Regions from separate parts of the Sus scrofa genome. Here region 1 is linked to region 2. Evidence: chromatin contacts called from public HiChIP or PLAC-seq data. All regions are on one chromosome and are shown on one strand. Each heading gives the region's core, a stretch centred on a gene start, on an enhancer-like site or on the middle of the called end of the contact. The rest is flanking DNA. Distances are from core to core; before and after follow the strand shown.

The links. HiChIP or PLAC-seq counts read pairs in DNA pulled down with a chosen protein or histone mark.
Region 1: an H3K27ac HiChIP or PLAC-seq map of skeletal muscle shows a contact between it and region 2. The contact joins the promoter of LOC100517477 here to the enhancer-like site in region 2. A contact is called at or near these places in 8 of 47 Hi-C or Micro-C datasets (embryonic fibroblasts, epiblast stem cells, fetal heart ventricle and 5 more) and 1 of 2 datasets of contacts at active chromatin or transcription factors (skeletal muscle).

What each region holds. Positions count from the first base shown.
Region 1 is chr6:79,971,549-79,978,031 of Sscrofa11.1, forward strand. It overlaps LOC100517477, which reads right to left and starts at 1,820. Exons shown (of 3, transcript XM_021097836.1): 1 at 827-1,820; 2 at 484-548.
Region 2 is chr6:79,933,037-79,939,205 of Sscrofa11.1, forward strand. The region is part of intron 1 of HSPG2 (basement membrane-specific heparan sulfate proteoglycan core protein); the gene reads right to left. Among named protein-coding and RNA genes, the nearest start is that of HSPG2, 22 kb to the right of the region's middle. Within about 2 kb of position 1,290, at least 17 of the 83 cell types and tissues checked have an H3K27ac peak or open chromatin away from gene starts, as enhancers often do. A contact at or near this core is called in mesenteric adipose tissue, omental adipose tissue and skeletal muscle, where this site is marked.

The sequences.
Region 1 (6,483 bases), core at 570-3,069, 39 kb after region 2:
TGTCTGATGATTGCTGAAAGACAACGCCATGTTGTCGGGGTGACTTTGGCCCCCCCCTTGCCATCCACTAGGGAAGAATTCTCACCACACCTGTTGTTCTGCCTGCCTGGATTGGGGCACGGATGGGGAGAACCAGATGGAGAAGGGGACTTGCTAAGCCTGTAACTAAGCTGATCTTGACTTTAGGAACCTCAAACGGGGGAGGGGTGGGGCTAGGGGGTGCTCTTAGTCTACGAATGGGGCTGGACTTGTGAGACAGAACCTTCTAGGATGTTTGGTCTTCATCCTTCCTGCCAGTAGGGGATCTTCCCGTCCCCCTCACAAGAGAAGGGGGCTTTGGGATGCCTACTCCTCTCGGTCCCAAAGTGGGCATTTTACAGGGACAAGGGCCTAACCAGGCTCTGCTCCGTTTATCCCCACCTCCTGTCCCTAGGCCCCACCCCCAATCCCATTGTCCCCTAGGTCCCCAGTACTCCCCCTTACCAGAAGGAAGGCTCTGATTTCTCTCTCCCACTACGGCCAGTCCGATGCTAATTTTCCACTTCTGCCTAGAGAGGATGGAGCAATATTTGAGCCTGTCCCACCCAGAAAACAGCTGCCTGCCCCCTCCCAGCCCGAGGCCCCTCAGCTGCCCTTGTCCTTTGGGTCTGAATCGCATGGAATGTCCAGACTCTTGCCTCTTCCAATCCCGGCCTGAGCCCACCCCATCTCCTCCTCCGGAAATATGGGAGGTGACTGAGGATTGACCCCCCACGGTCCCCACCCTTCCCTTCCCTTCCTGGCTGGCTGCGCCCCACCTGCCCTAAGGGCCCTTCCCCACTCTTACTCTTCCTTCAGGAGGTAGGTGACCTAGCCCTCCTCTGGTTCTCCACTGGGGAATAACCTCATGCCCCCACTCCAGACTGCTGGCCATGTCATAGAATCATGGAATCCTGGAGCTGGGAGATGCCTCCAGGGGTCACCCTGGCCAGGCCCCTGCCCCAGGGCCAGCAGCACACAAAGTTCTCCAGGACAGATGGGCCCTATTTTTAAAGTGAAGATGGGGTGGACGTTTTCCAGTGTTCCCTGTTGTTTTTCTCGTATTTAATTATGCTGAGAGTCAGGAAGTTCTATGCCCGGCCTAATATAACTCTTGTCGTGGCTGTGGTCAGCATCAGTTACCTTTTTTTTCTCGTTGGGTCAGCCAACATCTATTGAGTCTCCCTAAAAGGTTATCCCTTTGGGTGATCCACAGCATAACGGCACTTTCTTTCCTTTCTTCTTGCCTCACTGTCAGTGATCCCGGGCTGGGTACTTACGCTACGGTGGGCTAGAGCCCGTGGATTCCTTTCAGGACTCCTGTGTCCCTCTCTCACTGGGGCCTGGTCCTTAGGGGGCATCTAGGTCCTGTTTCTTGAATGAATGAACAAGATTCCCCTTCGAAATCTCATGGTTTTTGCCCTCCATCATTTCTCTCCATTATTTCATTCCCACAAGTACTGAAAATACACTTTTGCTCTCTGTTTTGAAAAATTTTCAAACTTACTGAAAATGTAAGCGATAATGAACTTGCATGTACTTTTTATTCGAATCTACTAATTAGAAACATAGTGCTGCATTTATCAACACACACACACAAACCACACACACACACACACACACACACACACACTGATTGTTGTTATCTTGAGAGTAAGTTGCAGATAACAGCAGCTTTTACTCCTGACTACTTCAGTGTGACTCTCCTACGTGTTGGGAGAACAAGAACCTTTTCTTACCTGTTCAGTTATCAAATACAGGACAGTTAACACTGAGAGAGCGCTCTTAGCTATTAGCTAATACACAGTCCACATTTGAATTTGACCAATTACTCCCCCACCCCGCCCCCGCCCCGATGTTCTCCATGGCAACAATATCCTCAACCCATGAGCCAATTCCCGATCAAGCATTGCCGTTTTCAGGTCTCTTTGGTCCCCCTCAGCCTGGAAGTTCCTCGTCTGTCTGTCTGTCTGTCTGTCTTTTTTTCTTTCTTTCTCTTTTCTTCTTTTTTTAGAGCTGCAGCTGCTGGCCTACACCACAACCACAGCAACATGGGATCCGAGCCGAGTCTGTGACCCACTCGCAGCTCATGGCAATGCTGGATCCCCAACCCACTGAGCAAGGCCAGGGATCGGACCCACATCCTCATGGAGACTAGTCAGATTTGTTTCCGCTGCACCACAGGGGAACTCCTCCTCAGTCTTTCTTCGTCTTTTCTGACATTTACGGGTTTGAAGAATGTAGGCCAATTGTTTTGGAGTATCTTTTCCACTTTGGATTTATCTGACGTTTCTTAATGATCAGCTCCAGGAGCACAAAGCACGTTTACATGGAAGCCTCCACTAGACATTTCCCAGCCCACGATCTCTGAGAGGGACTGGCCTTTTGCCCTGGGATGGGCTGGTTATAGCCACTGAGACAGGGAGCCAAGAGGAGGGACCAGGGGGACCCCCTGAGAAGGAGGAAGAGGTGTGTAGGGCAACTCAGTGGGCCAGGGAAGCCATGGCAACTGTTTCCTTGTGGGGCCTCAGCCAGGCCTGGTTCTGTTCCGGGCCGGGGGCTGGGCAGGCGGGCAGACAGCCAGCGAGAGGGCTGGGCCTGTGTGCCGTTTGCCCTGAAGGTACCCAGGCGCCGAGATCACTGGCCATTTCTGGCCTGGGCATTAAGAGCCTCTGGAAATAGCTCCAGGACAATTATTTCAGGAGGAATGTGCTATTCCTTCATCTTCCCAGAAAGCCAGGCTGGGTCCCATAAGACCAGGAATGTCCTTCTCTGGCATCCCCAACTCCAGGGGCTTCTGAGGTCCTCTGGGGGCCACAGAGGCCTTCAGAGCCAGGAGAGGCTGGGAGGCCAGAATGGGGTGGAGACGGAGGGCCCCCTCCCCTGGTGGGGGGAGGGTGGTTCTGCCCTTAGATCCTGGGCTTTCAGGGCCCAGCCTGGACTCAGGCCTGGCCGGCCTGGGTCCAGCTGACTCCAAGCCCCAGGACACGGGTGGGGGAGAGTATGGGGAAGCTGCCTGCCCCCCCCCCCCCATAAGCCTAGACCCATCCCTGAGAAACGGACATGGCAGAGCACCTACTATGTGTCAAGGAACCTGACATGATCTGTGCCAGGCCACATAGCCACCCTCTCATTTAGTCCTCGAAGGCCCGGGGAGGTAGGTGTTTTGTTCTCTAGATGAAGTCACCGAGGCTCAGAGAGGGTAAGAGACTTACCCAAGCTCACCCAGCAGCCAGAATTAAAACCCAGTGTTTTGGAGTTCCCTCTGTGGCTTAGCAGTAATGAACCCGACTAGCATGCATGAGGATACAGGTTTGATCCCTGACCTTGCTCAGTGGGTTAAGGACCCAGCATTGCCCTGAGTTGTGGTGTAGCTCACAGACACGCCTCGGATCTGGCGTTACTGTGGCTATGGGGTTGGCTGGTGGCTGGCTGCAGCTCTGATTCGACCCCCTAGCCTGGGAACTTCCTTATGCCATAGGTGCAGCCCTAAAGAAGACAAAAAAATAAAAATAAACAAAGAAATAAAACCCAGCATTTTAGCTCCAGAACCTAAGCACTAAAGCAAGGAAGAGGGTGGGCCACTTAGTCAGTGAGAACACAGTGAGTGACCCTGTGAACTGAGACGCTTTGGAAGGGTCTAGCCTGTCTCTCCAGGTTGGAGGGAAGTTGTAGCCCTGTCTCTCAGTGAGCTCCCATCCTCCACCAGCCAGCCCAGGCCAGCTGCCTCTCCTTCCCTAGCACAGCAGGATGGATGCCAGGTCTCAGAACGTCCTGGATTGGTGGGGTGCCCCTCCCTGCATGGCCTCCAGCCACAGTGGCCCCCACCCTTGCCCCATCTGGGCCACCTCCAACCTTGGCTCCTTCTCTGCATTGCCAAACCAGCAGCAAAGTGTGGGCTTTCCATCAGCCCTTGCCCCTCCCACTCTCTCCTCACATCTGACACCCCCCCTCCCCGCACTGCTGCAGTCCTACCCACATCCCTGTCTCCTCCCCACTAAGACCACCAGGGGCCCTTTCCCCATCCCAGGCTCAGTGTTCAAAGGCATCTCAATCCCCTGAGCTCTCCAAGAAGGGAAGGAAATACCCGCTGCACCAAGACTGCAGGACCCTGCCCCATTAGTGCATAAGCTGCTCATTAACCCCTCTCCTGCCACTGGGCAGTTACCCTGTTCCACCCTCCCCTCCCCATCACACCCTGGCAAACCTGGCCCTGACATGTTGGGAAGAGTGTCCCTGTGTCCTTTCAGCCCCATGGCTCTTGGAAGCATCACAGATAAGAAGCAAATCCAGGAGTTCTCTTGTGGCACAGGGTTTTAAGGATCCGGCATTGTCACTGTAGCAGCTTATGTCGCTGCTATGATGCAGGTTCCATCCTTGACCCAGGAATATCCATGTGCCTCGGATGCTGCTAAAAAAAGAAAAGAAGAAAAAGAAACAAGCCCAGCAGCCATACATGTGAGTCCATCTTAATTCAGGGGACGGCTAGAGCCAAGAGCCATGAAATTGTCATTGTCCCACCCTGCCTGGAAGACATCTGTCCCAGCCTCTAGCACCTCTTGGCAGGTGACTCACCTGGGCCCTTATCTGGCCTGGGGCCAGCCTGCCTGCAGGGCTGAAAATCTCTCCAGGGCTGGGTTCTTGCCCTCCCCCACCTGCAGCCTTCCATCCACCCAAGCACCAAGCACCGTGAGTCACCTCACCTAGGGTGACACGCTCAAGGATATGGGCCCTCTGCTCACCAGCTGCCGAAACAGTACTTGCCCAAGCCTACATGTGACAGGTACAAGCTAGGACAGATCTAAGCTCAGGAGCACTGGGGCAGGTGTGGCTTGGCAGGAGCCCCAGCCAACAAGAACATCCCCGCTGCCAAGCCCCCTCAGGGCTTTTAAGGTAGAGCGGCCAGTCTGGGAGGGGAGAGGACTCTCATCTTTATGGGGCCTGGGAAATTCCCTCTAAGGGGGTGGGGTGATGGTCATGTGTAGGCTTATATACGTCCTTACATACACACACCTCGCTTTTTTTTTTTTTTTTTTTTTTTTTTTGCTTTTTAGGGCTACACTCTCGGCATATGGAAGTTCCCAGGCTAGAGGTCCAATTGGAGCTCCAGCTGCCGACCTATGCCACGGCCGCGGCAATATGGGATCTGAGCCTCATCTGCTACCCCAGTTCACAGCAACGTGGATCTTAACCCACTGAGCCAGGCTAGGGATCGAACCCACATCCTCAAGGATGCTAGTCGGGTTTGTAACCCTCTGAGCCACAGCAGGAACTCCCTTACATACACCTTGCTGAGATAAGACATGGGAAATCGGACAGCAAGTAATTGGCTTGTGCTGTGACTTCGGATAGGTAAGTATTGAAACTCTCCAAAGCTCGATCTCCCGTTCTGTGGAACGGGGGTTAGGAAGGTGCCCAGTGATCATGGCTGGCTCAGCAGACTGGCAACAACAGCTAATGTCACGAGATGGCCCCCTGTTGCAGGCCCAGTGGAGCTGCAGGGGTATGTGGGAGCCAGCTCATACTGGCCCACAAAAGCCGATTCTGAAATATTCTGGAATCTGGTGAGCTGGTTGTTAAACCGTTGGTAGCTTGAAATCAGCCTTGGTGGGAATATTTATACCACAGGAATGGACAAATATGACCAATTGGGGGGGGGGTCTTTTTTGAAGCTCCAGTTCATCATCACTGAAACTATGTGACTATGACCAAATAAACTGAACCTTATCTGTTTCTTACTCATAAAGCTGTAATAATAATGATTTGTAGACACTGAATGCTTACTGCTTCCCAGCTGCTGTATGTGTTGCTGTGTATAACTTTACACATCAACCAGACTGGGCCATGGGATGCCCAGATACCTGCTCAAACATTACCTCTGGGTGTGTCTGGGAGGGTGTCTCTGGGTCAGATGAGCATTTGAATCTGTGAACTGAGTAAAGCAGAAAGGCCCCCCCGGTATGGATGGGCATCGGCCTATCTATCAAGGGCCTGAATAGAACCGAGAGGCAGAAGTAGGCTGAATTCCTTCTCCGCCTGACTAATTGAGCTGGGACATCCATCTTCCACCATGGGTGTTCCTGGTCCTCAGAACATCAGCTCTGGGCTGGAATCTACACCATCAGCCATCTGGTTCTTAGGCCTTTGAACTATACCACCACCTCTTCCTGCCTCTCCAGCTTGCAGGCCGGGATCATGTGACTTAAGCCTTTGTAACCACATGAGCCAATATCTAATTATAAATAAATATATGTGTGTGTATATAACATAGTTTATATATACACAATATACTATGGTATATAGTATTATATACCATAGTATTATATATATTGCTGTACATATGTGTGTGTGTATGTATATATAAAAGTTTGTGTTTCCCCTGCAAAAAAAGTATATGTTGAACCCTAATCCCCAGTGCGATGAAATTTGGAGGTGGGGCCTCTGGAAAGTGATTAGGCCATTGAG
Region 2 (6,169 bases), core at 40-2,539:
CGTGCCTGCCTCTTGCCCGCAGCCCGGCTTGATCCTCAGATTCTCTGGCTCGTGGGTGGCCCTGTCGCCATGGAACACTGGCGTGTCTGTGGGCCTTTGAGGCCGCGCCAACCTGGTCGGCTGTGCCTGTGCCTTCTGGGGTCACAACCCCCCGACTTCATGAATGAAGTCCTTAGCAAAGTGCCAGTCCTATGGGAGGATGGGGGGCGTGTTTCACATTTTTGATGAAAGGAGACACCACTAACAACAGCGAAGCTGAACGCACTAGGTTAGGGCTTTCCACCGCTCTTGACTCGAAAGCAAGCCCTTATTATGGCCAGCCTGGCCCTGTGTGACCCGACACACACACAGACACTTATACACACCTCTGGACCTCCTCTCCTACTGAGCCGTCCCCACGTTTGTCTCCATAGTCCTCAAACCTGCCAAGCCACCTCCCACCCCAGGGCCTTTGCACTTGCTGTGCCCTCTGCCTGGGACATGACCCCTAGCTGTACATTCTCTTCTTCCTTTGGCTTCCGCTCAAATGTCACCTTTTGAGAGACCCACCCTGGCTACACCCCAGGTCCAGGATCCATTGGGGTTGGCTCTCTGTTACCCCCTTAACTTTTACTTCAGAGCAACTCCCCACCTACTGTCTCCCCTATATTTATGTGTATCATCTGTCTCCCCAAGGAGAACATCAGCTCCAGGAAGGCAGGGACTTGGTCCACCTTGCTCACTGCTGAATCTCAGCCTCTAAAAGTCCCTGGCACACAGCAGATGTTCAATAATATTTGTTAAATTAATGAATGAGTGGGGTTTACACATGAAGAGGCTGTGGCTCAGAAAGGTGACTTGCCCGTGGCCACAGAGTTGGAAGAGCCAGGACTTGAAGCCAGACCCCTGGTTCCAAACCAGGAACTCTGTTCCACCCGAGCCCACCCCCTGCCATCTCTGACGTCTGGAGCTTTCCAGCCAGAAGGCCCATCTCTGGGAGGACGAGAAGCTGGTCACTGGGGACAGACATGTCCACTGCCCAGACCAGCATCCCAGGGCATGGGCGGGAGTCTTGGAGGCGAGCAGGCCCACAGCGCCAGGTCCGGGGCCTTCTGCAAGGCAGCCAGACAGCCGGGCCTCGGTGACTCCACTCCTGCTTGCTCCCGTGGGCATCAGCAACAGGAAAAAACAGGCTGGAACGGCAGTCCAACAGCTGCGGCCAAAAAGGCCAGCTCCCCCTGCCCCCAGGGCTTTCCTCATCTGCTTCCTGGAGGCGGGGAGGGGCAGGCAGGCCAAGCCCGTGGCTGAAGACAGGCCTGTGGGCAACAAAGCTGGAAGTAAGAGGAAGGGCGCTCTTCCTTTGGAAGGGCCCCCGTCCCCTCTCCTCGTGACTAATGTCCAGTCCAGGCAAACTAACTCCGGACAAGAATGGGTATGGGGGAGGGTTGTACAAACACCTCAGGGAAAGGCTGATCCACAAAGCTGAGTCGGTTCCCTCCATTCTAAATGTCCCAAACACTATGACGAAAGAAGGAGGACAGCTGTTTAGGGTTTCCCAAACTTACTTAATTCGGAACCCTTTCTTCATGCAGACAAGGGTTCCGCTGAACACATTTTGAGAACACCACCACCACAAGGGTTTTGAAAAGCTTGTTCCTGAAGACAGAAAAGCTCCAAGGCCCCATGGGCTGAGGTGCTGACAAAGGAAAGGCAGGCTGAGGGACAGCTAGCTGGTGGCAGGAGGGTACGCTCTCTTCTGAGGTGAAGAAACACAGACAGGAGCTGCCCCTCCCCTCCCTGGCCGTCAGCTGCCCTCACAGGGGATGAGTCCTCTCAGAGGGGACAGGACACTTGGCCGAGCACCTGATCACTCCTGGTGCCCTAGGACCACAGAGAAGGTGTGTCTCTTAGGCCTGGAGACAAAAGGAGCCGAGCATTGGAGGGGCTGGTGGTCCTCCAGGCAGCAGGTGGGCCGTGAGGGATGGAGGATGTGCTTCCAGCTCACCCCACGGTCTTGGGCAAGTCCCTTCCCCTCTCTGGGCTTCAGACAGGGCTTCAGGCTCCCTGTCAAATCATGCACTAGACCTAGATCGCCAATTTCCAGCCTGAACTCAGCAGCCTCAGGGACCACTTTAGAGAGTGGGTGAGGGGTTGGGGGGGGACAGGTAGAGTTTGGGCCCCCTGTCCCAAATACATGCTTCAATCAAAACAAATCCACCTTTTCCCATTTTATAGTCTGACCTTCTATATAAAATACGTCTGGTTCAGTCCCTGGTTAGCTGTAAGCAAGTCACTTCCCATCTCTGTGCCTCAGTTTCCTCATCTATAAAATGGGCATGATAATCTATCTTGATAGAATCTGCCCCAGAGGCCTGTTGTGAAAATTAAATGAAAGATGGAAAATGGCACTAGCACATGATGAAGGCTCTATAAGTGTTTGCTGTTATTTATCAAACTATAAGAATATACTCTATACATGTATGTATAACCGGGTCACCAGGCTATACAGTAGAAAACTGGCAGAACACTGTAAACCAGCTATAATGGAAAAAATAAAAATAATTATTAAAAAAAATATTTAATTGGATTTCCTGTTGTGGTTCAGTGGTAACAAACCCGATTAGTATCTTTAAAGATGCGGGTTTGACCCCTGGCCCCATGCAGTGGGTTAAGGATCTGGTGTTGCCGTGAGCTGTGGTGTAGGTTGCAGACACGGCTTGGATCCCGCTTTGCTGTGGCTCTGATTAGATCCCTAGCCTGGGAACCTCCACATGCCGCACCTGCAACCCTAAAAAAAAAAATAATAATAATAATAACTAATCAAAATACTATACTTGTGATTGAAACGAGGGTTTGATAGCTTAATAAGTTGGAAAGTTTTAAGCTTAGATGATCCCAAAGGTTCTTTCTGGCGCTGCCATTTGAAATCCTGGAATGTTACCATTCGAACAGTCTGGGCTGTGAGTCTTGCCAGCACAGAGGGCGGGGCTCGAGGAGGGAATTACGAGGAGCAGACTTCAGGGAACCAACTAGCAATGCGTTCCCTTCATCATCACCACCACTCACCTGTTTATCCCTCCCCACCAGCCTGTTCTAGAAAGACTCAAAGTGGCTTACAAAGAGGTACACATAACAGCCAGAGAAAATTAACTAAACACACCTAAGAGAAACTCGAGTACAGCAGACAGACAGAGCCTGGAGCCAGGCAAATAGACAGAAAGCATGTGGTCAGTTCTGGATGTCTGGGAAAGCAACAAAGCATTTGGTTCTGGGCTCTCCTGTGGCCAGTGCGAAGAAGGAAACCTGACCGGTCCTTGGATTCTGGGTCCCAGGAGGTAAAAACAAACTCGTTGCTTAGAAGGAGCACAACTATTCCTGACACTGAGAACACAAATGCCCTGAGGGGAAAGGTTTATCTGGTGCCCTTCTTTGTCCTTGCTGGTGGAGCCAGTGTCCCATCGGTGTCCACTGACCATGACCTTTGGAGGCTGAGGCCAGGAGCAGAGGCTACAGTGGTCAGAGGCTGGAATGGAGGTCCAGGGAGTGCCCCCAGCATCCTTGGTCTGGGCAGGATTACCCATCCCTCCCCGTGCCTGAGCACAGCCAGGGCCCAAAATAGCCAGAGCTGGAGAGGGTGCCAGGAAGCCCGGGGCAGGGGACCTGGCTGGGCCCGCCCACAGTGGAGGGCCCACTGGGCCAAAGCACACACATCCCTGGGGCACAAAGGAGCACCTTCACCTGGGCACACGGCCCTCTCTGGGAGTCCCCCATCCGCCAGGCTCCCCCCTCAGCTGCACGTTGCTCACGCAGAGCCCAGGCAGCTGCTCCACCCTGTCCACAAGGCAGGCCTTCCTGCAGGAGCCAAATGGAAAAGTCTTCGCAGAAACACGGTACCATATAGGGAAGTGCTGGAAGACCTCCTCCCGCTCCCCACCTCCAGGATCGGCCTCCCTCAGGATTCTTGAGGATCCCCCAGCTGCAGGCCAAGACAATGGGGGCTATTCTGGGCTGCATGGGGGTATTTAAAGCTTTGGCTGGGCCTCATTCCTGGGGAACAAGAAGCCTTGACCTTGGAAAGACCTTCCTGAAATTGTTGCTGCTCAGACTGCGGGGGCTGGGTCCCAACCTCTCCAGCCAGGCCTCTCCTGCACAAGTGCCTCCTCCTCCAGGAAGCCCTCGAGGCCACTGCCTAAGACCCTCAGAGGAGCTAGGTCCTGGTCCCCGCTCTGCCACTCATCTCAGCCCCAGGTTTCTCCTCTGCCGATGTGGATCATACAAGCATGTGTAAAAGTACTTGGAGGCTTCCGTGGTTAAAATGACGTTGTGTCTTCCTAGCTGTCACGGGGGGAGAAGGGAAGCAAGGTGGAAGTCTGTCTGTTTTGTCACTGCTCTTTCTCTAGCACCTGGCACATAGTAGGTGCCAAACAAATATTTGTTGACTGATAAAAAATATTTGTGGAATGTGTCTGGAACCCTCGCAGAACCACCCACAGTGGTGAGTACACAGGTGGCTAATACTCTGCAGATAATATTGCCAGATCTCATTTTGGGCCCTTGGACCATGCCAGGCCTTGTGCTAAATACTTTACATTGATTATCTAATTTGCTCAAACATTCCCAAGAGGGAGGTACTATTGTTATTTTATTTTACAAGCAAGAAAATGGGAGTTCCACTCCAAAGGGTTAAGGAGCTTGCCGGGGGTCCTAAAACGACGCAGTGGCCAAGTCGGGAGTTACACCCAGGAACCCCTAGGTCTCTATCCCAAAAAAGGCAGCAGGGTGAGCCCTGAGCTGGGAGCCAGGAGCCTGAATTCAGCCACTCGGTAGCTATGTGACTTCAGGCGAGTCACTTGGCCTCCCTGACACGGTTTTTTCTCCCCTAAAAACAGGAGCATTTCTTCTTATTTTTTTTGTGTTATTTGTAAAATCAAAGGAATTAAGGGATGTGATCATGGCTCCCCCCATGTCAGCCCCAACCCCTCTCCGGACCAGCAGCCATGAAGGACGGCGGGAAGGTGTCCCGGAGAGGACGGGGTGCCCAGGGCTGACTCTGGAACAAAGCTCAGCAGCTGCTGACAACAGCTGGTACGAATTCTGGGCCTAGCCCAAGCAGGGGGAGAAGGGGCGGGCTGCGAGGTCACCTCTGGCTCTCTGTCACCCTTCCCTGCTGACAGCTGCTGGGGGCTCAGGGCCAAGGGCCCTGCAGCAGGAGGGGGTGGAGGCAGGCTGGCTGGGGTCACCTCAGTCGTGATGCTGCCAACTGCTCAAATCCCAGGGTGCCCGGCCCGCTGGGCCCACTGGCTGGGACACGGGCCTCACTGCCCCACCCCACGGCTCTTTCGCCAGTTCCTGGGGTGGAGGGGCTGGAGCAAAGGTCTGCAGGCTGAACATGCCCTGCCTGGAGCCTGGGTTGCCCCAGAGACCCTGGGGGAGGTGGATGGGCAGGGCTGGGTTGGAGGGGGTCTGAGGAGAGGCCCTGTGGTTCTCCTGGAAGATGGCCTTTCTGGAGCCTGTGAACTCAGCCTTGCCCGGCCCCACCCCGGGCCCCACTCAACCCCCTCCGGCGCACTCCCAGCTCAGCGCCAAGCCTTTCCAGTCCGCTGCAGCCCACGCGGCTCCTGCTCCTCTGAACTCTTGCACACCCATCATTACCACTGGCCATATTTTCCGAAGCAAATGCTGAGAACAGTTTAACAAAGGATCCTCGGCCTGCTTCTGGGTGTCAGAGGCAGCCTGGGAGACGTAGTTTGGGTTGCAAATTCTAGGACATGTTCAGAGTGTTTTGGAAAGGCTATTTTTATATGATTTTATTCATTAATCAAAGCCATCCTCGGAAACGTTTGTGGGCCACACGCCGCCTCACGCCACTTCAGGCTGACAGGACAACCCAGCCTGGCAACTTCCTAGCTGTGCAGCCCTGAGCAAATCCCTCGACCTCTCTGAGCCTCTGGTGCCTCATCTAAAACAGGAATAAAAATGGTCACCTCACAAGGCTGCTGGGAAGATCCAGCAGGACAATCCAAGGGTTTAACCCAGGGACTGGTATCTACTGGATTTAAGTCTCTCTTCTTGCCTTTTCTCTCTTCCCAAAACCTGACACAGCAAGAGTGAGCTCTTCAGAAACCCCTGGGGAGAAGAATTCCTGTTCTGCCCAATCACAGGAGGGAGGCTAGGGAGGGCTCAAGACAAA